Linked DNA regions of Sus scrofa: region 2 is linked to region 1. A link is a contact called in public Hi-C data. All regions are on one chromosome and are shown on one strand. The core of a region is the stretch at or near the end of the contact, and the rest is flanking DNA. Distances in the headings are between cores, read along the strand shown. Region 1 holds the start of PFKFB2 (6-phosphofructo-2-kinase/fructose-2,6-bisphosphatase 2). Region 2 holds the start of CD55 (CD55 molecule (Cromer blood group)).

Region 1 (3,732 bases), core at 755-3,254:
CGCTGAGATCCAGGCACTCGGGTGGGTATCCGACAAGGATGCGCTGACAATCGGGGGCAATCCCGGTGATGGCGGCAATTTGGCCCTGGAGTTCCCGCACCCGGGTACGGCTGGACAATCCCTGCAAAACATGTGTGCCATCCTTGGCCTTGCAGCGGAGCCGCCACATCGTGTCGCTCTGGCCGCCCATAGGCCAGACACCCGTGGACCCAGCTTTGGTCCCCGCAGCACGTTGGGAGACGCCGCCGGGGAAACCAGCCTCCCGCGGGACTCCAAAATGGCCACCCTTTGCCGGACCAAACATCGCGAGAAGTCGCTGGCTATAGTTCTCGCGACACTCCGCAGCTTCAGTCTTAGCCTATTCTTAAAGTGACAACTAGTTCCCACCCACCCCTACTTTAGGTGGCAAAGGGTGATGATTTAGCCGTATTCCTAAAGTGCGGCTAGTCTTGCTGCCTGTAGAACGAGTGAGGCACCTTCTGCGTTGGCAGAATATATGCTCAAGGGAAGAGGGCGGAGAACGGAGTTCCTGAATCTAATACATTGGAATGTAACCTTGCACTTAGGTCGGAAATTATTAAATTGGGGCTTCCAAACCACGCCGGATCATAGTTCGGAAGGCAAACGAATGCCAAGAATGGTCAGTGAGTCAAAAAGACCTGTCAAAGACAAACATATACTCGTGATTAGACGCATGGCTGCAGCAAACACTGACTCATTGAGGTTAAGGGACCCGGGGGACTGGCCTTTCCACCTTCATGAGCCTGCAACTTAAAAACGTCCATTTGCCACATCAGAAAGCGCAGTATGAGGTCAGCATCTGGGCCGAGGGCTATTCGGGAGGTGCTGGCAGTGTAAGAAGGAGGAATGAAGAGGGCTACCGTGTGTCATCCAGATTCCAGTTCGCCCTAGTTATACAAATACCAAGACGACTCCATTCCTGACTTCATTATGGCGAAGTACTCACGTAATCAGGAGAGCCGGTGAGGTGTAAAGGACACGCAACCCCTGTATTTCACAGCAACGTGATAATGCTAGGTTGTGTGACTTTTTCCAACCCCGTATCCCTAAACACAGGACTGTGCCTTCCAAGTAAGTGCTCTGTAAACACTTGCTGAATAGTTAGAACCAAGTTGTATAAGCACAGAGAAGGCAACTGTAACATACTGGGAGTTGTAAAAAGTTTCAACGAGTAGGTAATGATTTGAGCTGTTCAGAAGGATGAATTTAACCCCCAGGTGACAGAGGAATAAAAATACCTCTGAATTTCTCTCTCTTCCAAGAAATCCATACTCATTGTTCTTTTTCCATCCTGAATCCGAAGCAGCAAGGCCTACCCCGCGTAGAGACAGTTTATCAACAGAATCAAGCATCAAGGGGGCCTGGGGGCAACTGTGAAAAGTTCACTCGGAATGTGCAAACTCACCTCCACTGTAAAAGCCTCTAGATCTGAATAAGTTATATGGAGACTTTGCATCTTTTCAGATCTTTCATGACCCAATTTTCTCCTTGAGCAGTTTTTCTCTTTGGTTCTTCAAGATGACCATAACAGATGGTACAGTGTGAGTGGTAAGAGGGAGAATAAATAAGATGGTAAATCCACTGAAGTATGTGCATGGATCCAGGGAAGCTCCTGGTTCAGCGGTGAGAGTTGTTGATTTCCTTAGTTTACAGTGTCCGCGACCTGAGGCAAGAATATGCAAACACCTTAAGATGTATTGTGGTAGTTTACTCTAGCAAACACCTTCCAAGCTTACGTCCCAATTTACAGATCTAACAGATCCCGCTGGGATTCAGGAAAAAGCGTTAATCTCCGCAATGATTTTTCCGGTCACCCTCTCAAGACTTCTACTAGTTCATTCTCGCGAGAGGACGAAAAAACCCACAAAACTTACTTTTTATTAATCCCGCCCCCAGCCCTGTTAGTTGCCAAGCAACGATGCAACCAACCTCCACGGTGCTGGGAAACTTGCGAGCTTGTGATTTTTCCCCTTCACAGTTCTATCCTCCTTCTGGAGCTAGCGTCAGTGATTCTAATTTGAGCCCCGCCCCCTGAAGCCTGCTTGCTCTCTATTGGTGGACGATTCTCTCCAGGTGAGGACCAACGCGGGAGTGGGCGGAGCCAGGCGGGGGCACGTGATTTGCCGGCGACTGGTGTGCCGGACACCGGCCACAGTCTGTGGGTTCCCGTCTGCCGCGTTACCCGGTAGGTGCTGGGGCCACAGACGGGAGGAGTCTTAGGAGGGATCTTGGGGTGGCCGACAGCTGTACAGCGTCTTGAAGGGTCTAGGCGGACGAGAGGAGGGAGGGGCCGCATGCACCCTGAGATGTGGGAAGATGAAGCCTCGTCGTTTCGGGGAAGTACGGGCCCCCGGGCGTCGCCTGGAGTGCGGATGTTTAGGAACTCAAAGCTGCAGTTTATGTGAGTTACAGGATTTGTGTGGTTAGTGGAAGTACAGTGCAAGGTCCCTGAAGCAGTAGGACCTTCCTTCCTCACGAGTCCTTGTCCGGGTTTGTAGGGAGAACGCGTGGGGCTCTCCCACACTAGTTCGAATCAGGACTTACCCGTTATTCTGTAGGCGACCTTGGGGAAGTTATTTACCACCTCTTTGCTCCCCAGTGTTTCTTCCATGGACTGTTTCCCAGGGGATCGTTGGGGAGAGGGTGTGGACAAGGGCTTGAGAGTAGGAACACCAGAGGAGAAATGGTGACGGGTGAGGGCTGTCTCTGGGTCCAGTTACAGTTTTTCCTTCAGGGGATATGTTTGAGATTTTTCCCACTTCTCATTTTTTTCAGGACTGAATCCTCCCATTGGACTGCAGTTACTTTATGATAATGGACTTGATCTATTTGCAACTCACCCCACCCCCAACTGCTGCCACTACTCTCCCCAGATTCTTAAACTGGAATCTGAAGTCAGGAAGGAACTTGGATGAACCACTTAGTTTGATTAATCTCAGTTTTTCAATCTGTAAAATGAGGAGAAGTAATAATGGTAGCAAAATCTGTTTCATTACAGGATTGTTGGGAGGATTGAAGGAGATAATTTATTTGAGTGTAAACTCCAAAGTCAGCAATATAAATGCAAGCTTCTGCTGCACCTCTTCAGAGATGAGGAAACACAGGGCTAGGGGCATTCATGACTTATTAGGGCGTATAGCTCTTAACTGGGAAAAAGGCTGGACTTGACTCTTGGGCCAGGGTTCTTGCACTTATACCTCTCTGATCCTCTTCACTGAGTGTTTGGAAGGTTGTCTCCTTCCTTCTCTTCCTTATATCCCTTTTATCCCTTCCAGGGGTCCCCTGAAGAGCTGCCATGTCTGGGAATCCTGCATCTTCCTCAGAACAGAACAACAACAGCTATGAAACCAAAACAAATCTCCGAATGTCAGAGAAGAAATGCTGTGAGTGGTGGGAAAGAGGAAGGGCTGCCTTGTCCCAGGTTTTTGTCTTGGGAATATAGTTGTAATCCTAGACTTTGCTGCTCAATGGGAGTAAGAAATAAGTCTTTGACACGGGAATTTAAAACAAAGGCCATCAGGGGAATTTCCTGTCTGAAACAAGTAGACTCCGTGAAATGTCTGTCTTTGGTGCTAGGCTGCCCATGTGGCCGAGCATTTTCTTCCTGCTTTTGTTAACTGAATCTCTGTCTTCTGGGGGTATCTGTACACTCCACTGATGTTGAAAGAGCAAGCACTGTTGTATATGCAGTGAGTAAGACAGAGAGGCACC
Region 2 (3,664 bases), core at 839-3,338, 250 kb after region 1:
AAGGATCTGGCGTTGCCGTGGGCTGTGGCATAGCTCGAAGACGTGGCCCGATCCCATGTTGCTGTGGCTGTGGTGTAGGCCAGAAGCTGTAGCTCCAATTTGACCCCTAGCCTGGGAACTTCCACATGCCATGGTGCAGCCCTAAAAAGAAAAAAAAAAAAAAAAGGATCTGCTTGTAGTTCTAAAATACTGCTGGGCCCTGACACGCTTTTGTGTTTTTCTGTCAAATATGAGAGTAAAAATAAGGTGTTTCAATATAAGGTTCAGATTAGACGATTTTTAAAATCTACTCTGCCTCTTGTGAATGCTAATGTTTGAATACTGGTAGGTTTCAATGATGTTCCTTTTCTGGAATCCCTATAGTACTGGTTCCGGCATTGGTTAACTAAAGCTTCCGTTTAGCACAGTGAGCATGAGTCAGAGAAAATGGCATTGTTGAAACTGTTCTTTTCCTTTTTTACACAGCTCATATTAGCCAGTAATGATCAGAAGGCATTTAGGAAAGACATCATGATAGGAGGCATGGCCCCACAGCTGGTCCAGGGACCATGGCATAATTCCAAGTCAGAGATTTCACTTACTCAGGTAAAGTATTTGAGGGGATAGGAAACCTAGGCTAGGACTCTGTTAACCAGACCAGGTAACCTGTTGGAGGGAAACACATTCTTGAGTCTACTCTCCATGAAGATGAGTAATTGGATCTTTCATCAATGTTCTTTAGTGTTTTTGACAGTGACAATGCTGGGATGAGTGGATCTTTACTCCAACCAGCAACCATGCAGGTCTGTGGTTCTCAGCCTGGCTATGAAGTAGAATCACCTGCAGCGCTTTAAATAATCCCAATGCTTGGTTCCATCTCCAGAGGTTCTAAGTTAACATGTCTGAGGTGTAGCTTGAACATCTGGATTTTTAAAACGCCTCCCATATGAATCTAAGGTGTGGCCAGACCTGCAAACCACTGGCATATACTTAAGATCTTCCAGCAAACCTTTCTCTTAAAATGCACCACTCTATCACTTAGCTTTCTAGAGCTGTTTGTTTGTTTGTTGTTTGTTTTTGTTTTGTTTTTGCTTTTTAGGGCCGAACCCGCAGTATATGGAGGTTTCCAGGCTAGGGGTCTAATGGGAACTACAGCTGCCGGTGGACACCACAACCACAGCAACGCCAGATCCGAGCTGCCTCTGTGACCTACACCACAGCTCACGGCAACGCCGGAGCTTTAACCCACTGACCCACTTGGCGGAGCCAGGGGTGGAACCCACAACCTCATGGTTCCTCAGCTGCGCCACAACAGGAACTTGAGCGCTGGGTTTTTGATGATGACTTTGCAGTCACATTCCTATGGTCCCTAAGTAGAATTCAAGAGGTGTCTTTGGTAAATAACTCTGACACAGAAAGCGATTCTCATGAAAACATGGTAGGCACAATATTCCCTCCCTGCTGTGTTGCTTGACCTGTTTTCCTGGGTCATTTCCCACTGGCTCATTACCAAGTGTCCTAGGAGACAACACACTCTGTCCTCCCCCCGCAATCCTCTTGGCATTTGACGGACCCAGTTGAAGACACCGTGTCCCTGGGTGGTCAATGCTTTCTCAGCTTCTGAGAACAACCTTAAAATCCACTGCACCTACCGCTCAGCTTTGCAGCACTAAAGCGCGCTTGATTTCCACCCCAAAGAATTCAGATTCCCGGGACAAAGCCTGTGCCGCTTAACCATTCCTTTCTCCTTAGTTCCTCCAATTTTTGGTTGTTGTTGTTTACTTAATAAAGCAGATATTTACATTTCCACTGGGCAACGCACCGCAGGCCCCACCAAAGAGAAACAAACAGTCCCAGAGGCCCGCGCCAGAGAGTTCCTCTCCCCGCCCAGGACCCCTCTTTCCTCTTCTTGGGTCCCCCAGGAACTGGTGACGCTAGAGCCCCCGCCCTTACCCCGCCCAGTACCTGGTGTGAGCAAAACCCCTTCTCCACCCATTCCTGGCTCCATCTTTGGTGATTCAGAGCCCTGGTCCCGCCCAAGGCACTAATTTAACTCGGGCTGCGTAACTACCAGGAGCTTCTTCTCTATCGAGCCTCTTGGCCCGGTTCATTTCGTCTTAATCGCGGAGGTCGCAGAGTCCGGGAGCCGCTCGGGGTCCCCGTTCCCGCGCGCCATGAGTCCCCTGCCGCGGAGCGCCCCCGCGGTGAGGCGCCTAATGGGCGGACAGACGCCGCCGCCGCTGCTGCTGCTGCTGCTGCTGCTGTGTATCCCGGCTGCGCAGGGTGAGTGAGGGTCGGGGGCGGGGGGCATTCTGCTTTACAATCCTTTAGTCGATGTGGGAGGGGCAGAGCGCGTGTCGGTGACAACCGAAAAGTCCACCGACCTGGGGCGGTGAGGAGTGTGGGCATCCGTAATTGTTCCCGCAGTCCTCTACCTTTAGGGATCAGAGCGCCGACTGGCACACTCCCTGGAGACTAGAGTAGGCTCTCCGCTGCTAGCCAGCCCCTGGGAGCTTGCTTGTGCTGGACCCCAGCTGGCATGGCTTTAGGAGGTGGGCATGGAGAGTAGAGGGGGCAAACGTCAGGAAGCCAAAAGGCAAGGCTCCAATAGAGTGAAGCTTCAGCGTCTCGTTAAGGGTGGGAAGCCAAATGGTTGCCTACTCTCGCCTCTAAACAGGGTCCAGTAGCGCAGGGACGCCGTGCCGCAAGTTTGCGAGACATCTCCGCCAGGTGCTAACTTTTCAAGGAGGCGTCTATTTTTATTGCGTGCCTAGCAACAGCATCTATGTGAAAGTCTGAACTTTCAAATATATCAAATATGTATTTTTTTAAATAGCGAAAGGCAAAGGTTTATTTTCACATATTTTAGTCTTGAATTAGTTGGCAGCCAGGAAGCCAAGCAAGTTCTTGGTATGTCAGTTAAGCACTGGATGGAAATAGTACGGGGACATCAAAAGCCGTTGATGCTTCTTCCCCTTTTCGTCTTGGTGAAGGAATTTTGCTATGAATTGAAAAGCGAAATTTCTTCGGTTCTGTTTTTTTTTCTCCCTAGGTGACTGCAGCCTTCCACCCGATGTACCTAATGCCCAACCAGATTTGCGAGGTCTTGCAAGTTTTCCTGAACAAACCACAATAACATACAAATGTAACAAAGGCTTTGTCAAAGTTCCTGGCATGGCAGACTCAGTGCTCTGTCTTAATGATAAATGGTCAGAAGTTGCAGAATTTTGTAATCGTAAGTAAATCATTTCTTTTTAAGAAAAGTTATGGGAATGGAATGTTTCTTAAGTTTAATTTTATGCCTCTTTGGAGTGACTGGTAATTGATAGTTTTCTAGCATTATTAAACCCCAGGGTATAACTGTTGCCACTTCACCATCTAGCTAATTGATGGCATTACTTCCTGGAATAGGTCCTGCTCTTCATTAACATTTTTTTTTTTTTTTCCCTAACACTGTAGCTCCAGAACTGATTAGTAGAGAAAATAAACAATAGGTACTGTTTAGGGAGTAAATTATGTATAACTATGTTTGGCAATTATCCTGAGACACATAACATAGATCTTCTGTTTTCTTAAATTTCGTTTTGTAAGGTAGGACTTACCAAATGCACTCTGTGGTGATATTTTTAAAAGTTCTCTATTTTTATCTCAAAATCTATCCTTGTAGTCATGGCCCTATATTAGC

The links. Hi-C and Micro-C count contacts between places; a contact is called where the count stands out from the background.
Region 2: a contact with region 1 is called in a Hi-C map of embryonic fibroblasts, with 2.8 times the contacts expected there. The contact joins the promoter of CD55 here to the promoter of PFKFB2 in region 1. A contact is called at or near these places in 4 of 47 Hi-C or Micro-C datasets (alveolar macrophages, embryonic fibroblasts, mesenteric adipose tissue and 1 more) and 1 of 2 datasets of contacts at active chromatin or transcription factors (alveolar macrophages).

The regions. Positions count from the first base shown.
Region 1 is chr9:67,679,824-67,683,555 of Sscrofa11.1, forward strand. PFKFB2 (6-phosphofructo-2-kinase/fructose-2,6-bisphosphatase 2) reads left to right here and starts at 2,005. Exons shown (of 16, transcript XR_002335794.1): 1 at 2,005-2,206; 2 at 3,297-3,404. It overlaps YOD1 (ubiquitin thioesterase OTU1), which reads right to left and starts at 2,066. Exons shown (of 4, transcript XM_005667547.3): 1 at 1,951-2,066; 2 at 1,427-1,684; 3 at 1-121. The coding sequence starts at 1,477.
Region 2 is chr9:67,931,305-67,934,968 of Sscrofa11.1, forward strand. CD55 (CD55 molecule (Cromer blood group)) reads left to right here and starts at 2,089. Exons shown (of 10, transcript NM_213815.1): 1 at 2,089-2,262; 2 at 3,032-3,214. The coding sequence starts at 2,154.